Regions from separate parts of the Mus musculus genome. Here region 1 is linked to region 2. The links are chromatin contacts, called in public promoter capture Hi-C maps. All regions are on one chromosome and are shown on one strand. Each heading gives the region's core, a stretch centred on a gene start, on an enhancer-like site or on the middle of the called end of the contact. The rest is flanking DNA. Distances are from core to core; before and after follow the strand shown. Region 1 holds the start of Spc25 (SPC25, NDC80 kinetochore complex component, homolog (S. cerevisiae)). Region 2 holds the start of Cobll1 (Cobl-like 1).

The links. Promoter capture Hi-C pulls out the DNA fragments that hold promoters and counts their contacts.
Region 1: a contact with region 2 is called in a promoter capture Hi-C map of pre-B cells, with 2.2 times the contacts expected there. The contact joins the promoter of Spc25 here to the promoter of Cobll1 in region 2. A contact is called at or near these places in 2 of 39 promoter capture datasets (liver and pre-B cells).

Annotation. Positions count from the first base shown.
Region 1 is chr2:69,203,066-69,208,263 of GRCm38.p6, reverse strand. Spc25 (SPC25, NDC80 kinetochore complex component, homolog (S. cerevisiae)) reads left to right here and starts at 2,051. Exons shown (of 7, transcript NM_001199124.2): 1 at 2,051-2,200; 2 at 3,086-3,238; 3 at 3,343-3,408. The coding sequence starts at 3,100.
Region 2 is chr2:65,235,007-65,240,280 of GRCm38.p6, reverse strand. Cobll1 (Cobl-like 1) reads left to right here and starts at 1,490. Exons shown (of 14, transcript NM_177025.6): 1 at 1,490-1,918. The coding sequence starts at 1,842. It overlaps Gm13594 (a long non-coding RNA gene), which reads right to left. Exons shown (of 2, transcript XR_001783320.2): 1 at 2,199-5,274; 2 at 85-775.

The sequences.
Region 1 (5,198 bases), core at 802-3,301, 4.0 Mb before region 2:
AGTGGTTAAGAACACTGACTGCGGGCTGGTGAGATGGCTCAGTGTGTAAGAGCACCCGACTGCTCTTCCGAAGGTTCAAAGTTCAAATCCCAGCAACCACATGGTGGCTCACAACCATCCGGAATGAAATCTGACTCCCTCTTCTGGAGTGTCTGAAGACAGCTACAGTGTACTTACATATAATAAATAAATAAATCTTTAAAAAATATTAAAAAAAAAAGAACACTGACTGCACTTCCAAGGACCTGGGTTCCATTCCTAGCACCTACATGGTGGCTCACAACCATTCATAACTCCAGTTCCAGGGGACCTGATGCCCTCTTCTGACTGCCAAGGACTCTAGGTACTCACATTGGCACACAGGCAAAACACCTGTACACATAAAGTAAATAAATAAGTAAAAATTGTGTTTGTCCGGGAGCCATACATACATGTGAGTGTGGGTGCCCATGGAGACACTTGGGTGCTGGGAACCCAACCCAGATCGTCTGCAGAGTGGTATGCACTTTTCTGCCTCCTATATGGCCAAATTTGTTAATAATGGCCCCAGGCGAGACACTGAGCATCAGGTATACTGTGATGTGCTGAATGATGATGACAAGGTCAAGGTCAAGGATGGTAACTTGTCCAGACTTCATAGTCTTGATTTTCAGTTCTTTTTTTGTTTTGTTTTGTTTTTTTTGGGGGGGGGGGTTTGAGACAGGGTTTCTCTGTGTAGCCCTGGCTGTCCTGGAACTCACTCTGTAGACCAGGCTGGCCTCAAACCCAGAAATCCATCTGCCTCTGCCTCCTGAGTGCTGGGATTAAAGGCGTGCACCACTTGGGGATAAAATAGCCATAATCTGGTAGCTTAATCTTATAGTTGGCATTTGGATGCTTAAAGGGAATCAAAGAAATATTAGTATGGTCTACAAGCAAAGGGTTATTTTCAGAAACAATTATCATAATCAAAGATGAAAATAACAATAATTTTTTTTTAATATTGACCATCTCAAGTTCCTTGTTTTCTCTTTCTTTTCTTTTTTCTTTCTTTTTTTTTTTTTTTTTTTTTTTTTTTGGTTTTTCAAGACAGGGTTTCTCTGTGTAGCCCTGGCTGTCCTGGAACTCACTCTGTAGACCTGGCTGGCCTCGAACTCAGAAATCCGCCTGCCTCTGCCTTCCAAGGGCTGGGATTAAACGCGTGTGCCACCACACTTCAAGTTCCTTTTCTTTAAAGGGCATATTCTCAATTCCCTATCTTTCTCAGTTTTACAAAGAAAGATGTAGTTAGCAAGTCTGTTTCATCTGTGAAGTTGTCTTCTAACAAATCTTAGCTTAAAATCTTTACTATTTTTTAAAATTATGTGTATTTTTAATTATATGTTTAATAACTTGGTGGCTTCCATCTGTCTCTCTTCAGGGAGCACCGGTTACTTTAGTATACAGTGTTCTGATCCCATTCAGTTTGAAGTTCTGCGAGATCCAGGAGCTTGTTTTTGCCAGTAGGTCTTAAAATCAACAGCTGAAGGACTGGCGACATGGCTCAAAGTTGCAGGGCGTCTGCTCCTCAGGCAGAGGAGAGGAGTTTGATTATCAGTGGCTCACAACTGTTCCAGGGGATCCGATGCCCCCTTCTGTAAACACGTTCAAACATAAAAATTAAATAAGTAAAATACTCACGATAAATCAATGTTAGAAAAGCTTGGGAAATTCAAACATTAAGTTTGGGTAAATAGTTTGGTAACTTTCAGGATGTTTCAGCCTAATCAATCATAACTGGAGTCTGTTCAAGAGGATTTTCCGTCATTTCCAAAATAAAACGAGTGCAAGGAAGAAGGAAGTATATGTCATAAAAGAAAGCAGTTAAATTTCAATTTTTACATTTTTTTCTTCATTCTGGGGCAAGCCCTTCTACTTCACTATAGACCGCGTCCCAAGCTGTCTCAGCAAAGAACTACGAATCCCAGAATGCTCTGCTCCATAGTTGTCCGCGAGAATTCCGCAGGCCGATATCAACCAATCCTTGCACGGAGAGTCTGCCCTGTCAGCCAATCAGAAGACGGAGTTGAAGGGCGGGTAAGCAGGCGGTGGAGAGTTTGAAATTGAAAGACTGCGCGCTGGAGGAGCAGCAGACCCGGGAGCAGCAGACGGAAGAGCGGCGGGCTGGTTCCTGCCGGACAGGTCCAGTCTGGTGGAGACCGCGGCGTTCCTGGCCGCTCAGGTCGGGAGCCGTTTGAAGGGTTGTGGGGCTTCGCCGACCGCACGCCCGGGCTGAGGGAAGCCGGCCTGGGCATGTCGGCGTGGGTCCGCAGAGCCTGGAATGCGGGCGTCCGCTGTTAGCCGCGGAGTTCGGGTCCTGGCGCTGCTCGGTCCCGATCACACTCCCCTCTTCCGCCCTGCAGGGGGAGGAGTGGACGGAGCAGTCGGCCAGGGGTCTGATGCAGAAAACCTGCAGGTCTGTCTGTCCCCCAACCTCTTCGAGTCTCGGTCTCGTTGCCTGCGAGCAGGTCCTTTAGGAGAAGCGGAGTGACACCGGGGTCCTGTTAAAACATGACTTGAAAGCTTCGTGCAACCTTGTTTTGGTCATATTCTTTCCTCTCCTCCACCTCCCTTCATGCCTTCAGAACAGATTGATGCACATCCACCACAGTTAAGCCCAAATTGGCTTGGATCATCCTGTTGCTAACTACCGGACTGTTAGTGGATTATTTTTATCTTATTTTACATTTTATTAGGTTCTGGCCCAATGTTGACCAGGCTATCTTTGAACTCAAATACCTTCCTCTGCCTCTCTGCCTCTCTGCCTCCGATGTGCTGGGACAGTGCTGGGACAAAAGGCGAAAAAAGGCGTTTAGTTCACACCCTGTTGTGTTTATTTAGAAAAGGTCTCTTGTATATCAGACTGGTCCTGACGTTGGCTGACCTTTACCTCAGATTCTCCTGCCCCCAGCTGGAAATGTTGGAATTAAAGTCTGCCTTTATGCTAGCTGAGTTGCTCAATTATTAACCATTCTGTAGCAAAGTCAACCTGCAGACATAAACTCGAAAATGTGGCTTATTTGGTGTCGATAGCAACTAAAATACAGCTTTGTGCTCTGTTTTGCAGTGTCTTAAAACATAATGGGTGAAGACGAATTGGCACTCTTAAATCAAAGCATCAATGAATTTGGGGATAAGTTCAGAAACAGACTCGATGATAATCATAGTCAAGTGCTGGGACTTAGAGACGCCTTCAAGGACTCCATGAAAGCGTTTTCAGGTACTGCCAGCCCTTAACTCCTAACTTGTGGATTTTGCTGACCTTATTTATTTTTTACTGTTATTTCAGCGGGATTCAAATATCTCTTGTAATTTGTCTTTCAGAAAAGATGTCTTTGAAATTAAAGGAAGAAGAGAGGATGACTGAGATGATTCTGGAGTATAAAAACCGTATGTGAATCGTGTGTAGATTAGCTTTTAGATTGAAGGTCTTTATCGTGAAATCTTAAGTAAGACAGTGTTGTGAGTGTTCGTACATTCACACACATGCATAGACAGTCATCAAAATTCTGTTTGCGGGAGCTGGAGAGCTAGCTTAGCTCAGTGGTTTAAGAGCTCTGGCTGTTCTTCCAGAGGACCCAGGTTCAATTCCTATCACCCACATGACAGCTCACAACTGCCTATAACTCCTGTTCTATGGGATCTGACACCTTCACACAGAGATACATGTTGTCAAAACACCAATGTGCATGAAATAAAAATAAATTATTTTTAAAAGATTATGTTCCTATCACCAGCTTAAAGTTGAATATCTGCATCGTCTAGAACTATGAATATTTTTTCAGTATTTTTGAATGCTATGTGAACGGCATCATTTTATATGTATCCTGTCTTTTTATTTAACTAGTATATGTGTATGCCTATGTGTAAAGGGCAGCCTTTAAAAATTTTTTTTTTGTTTTCACATTGGAAATTTCAGCCAAGGAACAGAGTTCCTCAGAACTTTGGGGTCTGGTTAATATTCTAACAATCATATTTTTACCACAATTCTTTCCCTGTCATTTCTATGGATGTCCAGATATTTCAAATCTGGGTCTGTATCTTTTATTGAATTCTCACACATAAGCTGTAAAGCTGGAGCCAATGGGTCGATTATTTTGTTTTATATATTTATTTGCTGCATATATTTATGTGTAGTTATGTATTCAGTGCTCTCGTAGGTCAGAAAGGGTATTAGATCCCCTGGAAATAGAGTTACAAATGGTTGTTAGCCTCTGTGTAGGTGCTGGGTGTAAAACCATCAGATGCTCTTAACCCCTAAGCCATATTTGTAGGTCCCTGGATTTTTTTTTTTTTTTTTTTTTTTACTTTCTTCAGGAGTTTTGTTTAAGGTGTGGTTTGGTCTTACTCCCCACCAGCTCTTCTGAGACCCACTCCCTTCCCAGGCCACACACCTTTAGCTGTCTTTTTAAAATCTTCAAGACTGTGTGCTGCCCAAATATTCTTCCGCTGGCATGTGCTCACCGTACCAGGGACTAGGTTAGTGTTTTATGTTGACCTAGGAGCTCACAAAGCATGGGCCATCTCCGACTTTCTCCGTAGCAGAGCATGACCTTAGCTTCCTGCCTCCGCCTGTTGAATGCTGGGATTCCAAGTGTGTACCATCACACTCAATTTATGGGGCACTAGAATCAAATCCAGGACTTCCCACATGGTAGGCAAGAGCTCTACCACCTGAGTAACAGTAGTATTTTATTAAGCTTTATGATAACACTTTAGAAAGATAACCCTATTTTATTTTGAGTGTGTGTGTGTATGAGAGAAAAAGAGAGACAGAGACAGAGATAGACAGGCAGACCATGGTATATGTTAGAGGTCAAAGGACAATTTACAGGAATTGGTTCCTTTCCTATCCTGTGAGGTTGAACTTAGTCATCAGGCTTAGCAGCAAGCACCTTTACCTACGGAGTCATTTTGTTGGTTCTGTCATCATATTTTTAAATAAAATTAGCTTATATGGCTGTCAGTGAGTGGAGACACAGCAATGTCTGTGTTTTAGTTTCAGAATTATGCTAACTTTGTAAGATTTGAGAACTTCATCACCATTTTTTTCTGTCTTTAATACATTCCAGAAAAGCTTACAAAGCATTAGAATTAGCTTTCTTCGTGCACTGTAAAAAGCTGTCTTGTAGATTTGGACTGTCTTCTGTGGTGGGCTTTATTTTAATGTACTTGGAACT
Region 2 (5,274 bases), core at 241-2,740:
TCAGAAAGGATTCATGAACTTGTCAAACCAGTGTTATTATTTAAAGTCTAAAATCCAGATCCATTTCAAACAATTGCCTCGTTATTAGTCAAATTATTTAAAAGCAACTTTTAATGATAGAGTTCTAACACAGTCATCGCAGAAGTCACCACGATCTTCACCTCCATTTCATATTCAAAGATGTACTGAGACCATATTCACCACAAGGGAGAGGAAAGAGACAAAATCCAATTATGTGGAGTAGTAGTTAGTACTTTTGGTTCCAGAAATTATTGGTGGTGGTTGTAATGAATGAGCAACAAAGAACCTTTAATTAAGCACGGGTTATAAATACTAGTTTAATTTTAATGTGAACCAAAAATGTTAAGTCCTTTGTTATCCTACATCATGTTTTTATGCCTACAGATTTGCCACTTGAGGTATCCATTTATATATTTTTAATTTAGCATTATTTCCTGATGTTCGCTTTTGGACTCATCAATATGATTTACTTTAAAACAGTTGGCAAGGGTCTAAGGGTAAGGAGACAATATGCACCCGGTTGTCAGGTGGCACGTCTCCTCTGAGAAGAACTCTTGCAGGAACCGAAACTACAAACAAGCAAGCACTGTCTGAGATTCCTTTATTCCTGTGAAACTTCCAGGAGGCCACTAAATCTCTGCTGTTCTTTCTTAGCTTATAGACTGTCATCATGAGAACGTCCAGTCCTCAAATCCCAGCTGTTGGCTGTTTACATCAAGAGAGGCATGTCTGGGAAGACTGGACGAGCTTAAACCTGCCAGGGATTAAAAAGATCACAATGTCAGAGGTGCCTTTTAAGGGCTAGCAACCGTAGGGGTCAGTAAGGTTAAAAAGAAAATCCTGCACTTCGAAGGTCAGACTGCAGGTGGTCAATCAGCAGGACTCGGTCCATGAGCTCTCCTCACTTCCGCTACAGCTTGGGTCCTCCCTGGGGTTTTGCTGGCCAGGTAGCCTCCCTGTCCGCCCACTCTTCCTCTTGGGTTCGCGAGGCTTCCCAAAGCTACTCAGTGTCAGTGGGGACTAAAACGAGCAGCCTAGACGCTTCCTCTCCACCGGCCTCCCCCGCGGTACCTAAAAGCCGCGTGCTCCGCGGAGGGGTGCGGGGTGGGGTAGGAAATTCCTCCTCGCTCCACGTCCCCGCCCGCTCGCCCTACCCGTCCCCTCTCCGGCTGGCTGCTCTGCTCGCTCCGATGCTGACCTCGTCACCCTCACTTCTGCAGAGCGAGGTGGCCGAGGCGGCTGCGAGCTCGGGGCTCCCGGCAGGGCCATGGGGCAGGGTGAGTTGGGGCGCGGGCGCGGCGGCCGGGGGCCGGCCGCTTTCCGCCGCGCGCTCGCTCCGGGCGTCCGAGCTAGCCGTGCGGGGGAGGAGCGGAGCCTGGACGGGCCGGGTCCCCTAAAGCGGGCAGTGGCTTGGGAAGGCGGGGGCGCTGTGGTTCGCAGCTCCTCCGGAAAAGTTTGCACGGGATTCAGTTGGTGCGCAGCGGGCCGCTGGAGCCCAAGCACTGCGGGCGTGGCGACCGTCCCGCGCCCGGTCCGCTCCTCCTCCTCCTTCACAGCCCGGGCTGCCGCGCGCCGCCCCTTCGCCCGGGACTGGCTGCGGGCTGCGGCCGGGGCGGGGACCTGTAGCCGTCGTCGCGGCGCCCTCGGGCAGGGACCGACCGGCAGGTGGAAGCGCCCCGGGGAGGCGGGGCCGCCCCTGGCTGCCGTGGGTCGAGGCGGGCTCTTGGCCCGGCCGCTCCCGCCCTGACCCGCCGGCCTCTCCCACCCTAGCAGTGACGCGCCGCCTCCGAGCCCGAGCCCGCGCCGCGGCCAGCAGCGCGATGGACCGCAGCGTCCCGGATCCCCTACCCCGCAGCGCGCCCCGCACCCCCGCCATGCAGCCCGCGGGCTCCGCAGGGTAAGTAAGCCTCCCTCCCGGCCGCCGAGGCCTCGCGCGCTTCACCTGCCCGAGGCGAGCTCCCCGCGGGGCCGCCGGGCTCCCGGGCCGACCCACACGCGGGCGGGAGACTGCGTCCTCCCGGACGAGTCGGGGTGGGGGGTTCGGTACTTTGGGCAAGCTTTCCGATCGGGGTTACGGAAGGCCAGGCGAATGGCAGGCGTTGGGTGAGGAGTCCCGGAGCAAAAGTGGTAACAAAGGGCCCCTTGTTGGGGCTCTGTAGCGGCGGGGGGGACGACACCTGTAAGCGCGCTCCGGGAAAGGAAGGAAAAGTTTCCACAGCCAAGCGCTCCAGCCCAGGAGGATGGTTTCTGTCAAGGTGACTGCAAGGAAGGGGCTTCCTGAAAGTCCACGGAGGGCGCAGCAAGGTGTGCCAGCTGTCAGCCCGGCTTGACAGTTCCGGGAGCAGGCGGGGTGCTCGCCTCTGACTGGGGGTGTGTGTGTGTATGTGCTTCTGGCCAATTGGTGATGCCAAAGCCGAGTGCGAAGTCAGTCGCATTGGCAAACACCTATACTTTTTTTTTTTTTTTTTTACCGTCACGTGTTTGAGGAGCGATTGGAAGGGAAGGGGCTGTCACATGGTGAGTTAATATTAAATGAAGCATGCCTTCCTGCCAAATATGCTAAACATCACTCTGTTAAACGTTTGGGTAAACAGTGGTGGGAACAGGTAGTCCTGCAAGGGCCAAGGAGAACTTGAGAATAACCTTTGTCGTAGTAAATGGTCAAGCTACACAACCCTGTCCTAGGTGAGACCGCCTCACTGCTGTCATGTAGCCTCTTTGCCATAAAGCACCCCCAGTTTCTCTTTTTCTTTGTTAATCAGAACCTAGAAATGCCTTAAGCAGAGTATGAAAATTCCGGAAATTGGAACATTAAGGAACAGGCGACTTTGTAAGCAATGAATGAAAGTCGTTCTTTTTTTTTTTTTTCCCCTGGTTTAAGAGTGAAGAAGTCATTTTTCCCTGGAACATGACAGGCGTTTCCTTAGGAGCAAGTCACAGCATGTTTATTCATCAGAGGCCATGCGAGCATTGGCAGTTGTCTAGAGGAAACATGGAAGAGTCTCAAGGCAACATGACTAATCTAACAGATATTTAGTGTAATGCTTACATAGAGGAAACATGCAGTGTATGAATTCGTTCTTTTTTCCTCTAAATTTCGATCTCCTCCATGCAAATATCCCCTATTGCTGTAGAGCGCTACTTTTTTCTTGGGGGGGCGGCTTTCCACCGTTTAGATACTAATGTGTCTCCTTCCATATATTTTTACCGTATGGAGAGTAAGTGTGTCGGTAGGATGAGGTAAAGCAAGGCCTGGAGACAGAGCTGTGGATTAATGTAAGTTAATGTCATACAAGCTTTCACACAAAACTGAATTAGACTCTCAGAAAACAGCAGAGAATTCCCGTGTGTGTCTGTGTAATACACTTACACAACACGCAGTCTCAGATGCTCAGGAATCGGTTCTTCTAAACAAAATAGGTGAGGCCGGAGAGCTCGGTGATGAAATATAGAGCTTTCTAGTGACAAGCCTAGAATACCCCGGGTTTTATGCTTGAGAACTTGGGGGCTAAACAAATGAGTTCCTTGAAAGTATGCATATATTTAATTGCTTGATGACTTTATTTATTTATTTATTTATTTGGCAGCGACTCCTTTAGGCTAGGCTGGTCTGCAACTGCATTTATAGTTGAGGGTTACCTCTTGTTTCTGCCTCCCAAAATTGAGGTTACAGGAATACACCACTGCACCCTAAAGAGGAAAATATTTTAAAGAACCTTTGTGCTTACCTTTCAAACTTCAGGGAAGATATCTGGGAAAATGCTCCTGTAAATAAACTGCCATAATACCTAATAGTATTCTTTTAAGAAAAAAAAAAAGAGCTTCTAGTGGCTTGCCCTCTCCCACTTGTCTATTCCAAGTGCCTGTCATGTCTGATGAGTATTCAGGATTAGTGTTTGCTTTTTCTAAAAAAAAAAAAAAAAAAAAAAAATTGAGACCTTTAAAAAAGTTTAAATTGTGGGAAAATGAGAGTATTTAGGAGGTGCAGGGTGCAATCCTAATATGATATAATTGTTGGTTTTGAAGGTAGGTTCCTTACTATAGAACTAATTATATCATGACTCAATAGCCTAATAGCTGGTGAGGCCTACTTTAGTTCTTATCCGTGGATATTGTTGTTCAAAAGAAGTCCTCTGTTGTCTGTAATTTTCCAAGGTTTACTCTGTTGTAACAGGTTATTTGAAGGGCAAATCAATGCAGCTTCATATTTTACAAGGGTGGGGGTGGGGGTGGGGAGGAGGAAGCTCTTTGCTTGAGTTACTGAGCCAATTAGTAAAACCTGAGGTCTGGGGTGCCTGCTCACTGTGTTAATTGATTTGAATGCCTTCTGACTAAGGTAATAGTAATCTACGTTTTAACATATGGGTGCTGAATGGTTAACAGAGTTCTATAGTTTATATAGTTTAGATCTTGTGGAGATTCCTAAGTTTGAAACTTTGCCCCCCTCCCCTACATAACGGAATTGGTGGTGCGGTGCCTTTAAGAGGTGTGACAAGGTCATTAAGGGGGATTAACGGGAGTGGGTTGGTTATGGGTACAGAATACTGTTGTAAAGTGAGCCTGGCTTTCTCTGCTTGCCTTCTGCTCCATGTCTTATGGTCTCCTACTTTGCTACCTGTGCCTTTTGGTGCGGCTAGCAAGCCTTCACCTGGTGAACATACAGGGCTGCCCTGAGCTCAGGCTTTTAGTCTCTGTAGCTGGTGCTAAACAGGCCTCTTTTCTTCAAGGAATGCCTAATCACAGGTATTATTATATTGTAACATAAGATGTTAGGGGGAAGGGGAATAACATTATTGTAGGAAAAAAAAATACTCTGTGGCCTCTTGGTTACTGTTGCTTTGAAACATTCTAAAAATTGTAAGCTTGCATATGTAAGTAAAAATGTGATGGTTTAAGTTTTTCTTCAGTGTTTTCATAGACTTAACTCACATTTAACATAGTGTGGTGGTGAGACACCTGGGAGACATGGCCTCATCTGCATAGATGTTGTGGCTGCCTCATGGACTCCTGCTGAAAAGACCCCTGAAGTGAAGGGGTCTTGTTCCAGTCCTCACACCTCCTCAGGGGTTTACGGTGGCTTCTGGTTCACCTCCTCAATCCCTAATAAGGTGGTGACGTTATTAGCTCTCCTTTTCAGTATTGCCTATAAGCATCCATTGACCATTTGTTGGATGTCTTGTAGGCTTGGCTTTTGATTTTGAAAAAATGCTGCTGAGTTTAGACTTCAAAGCCATAGAATTCCAACAGCTCTGG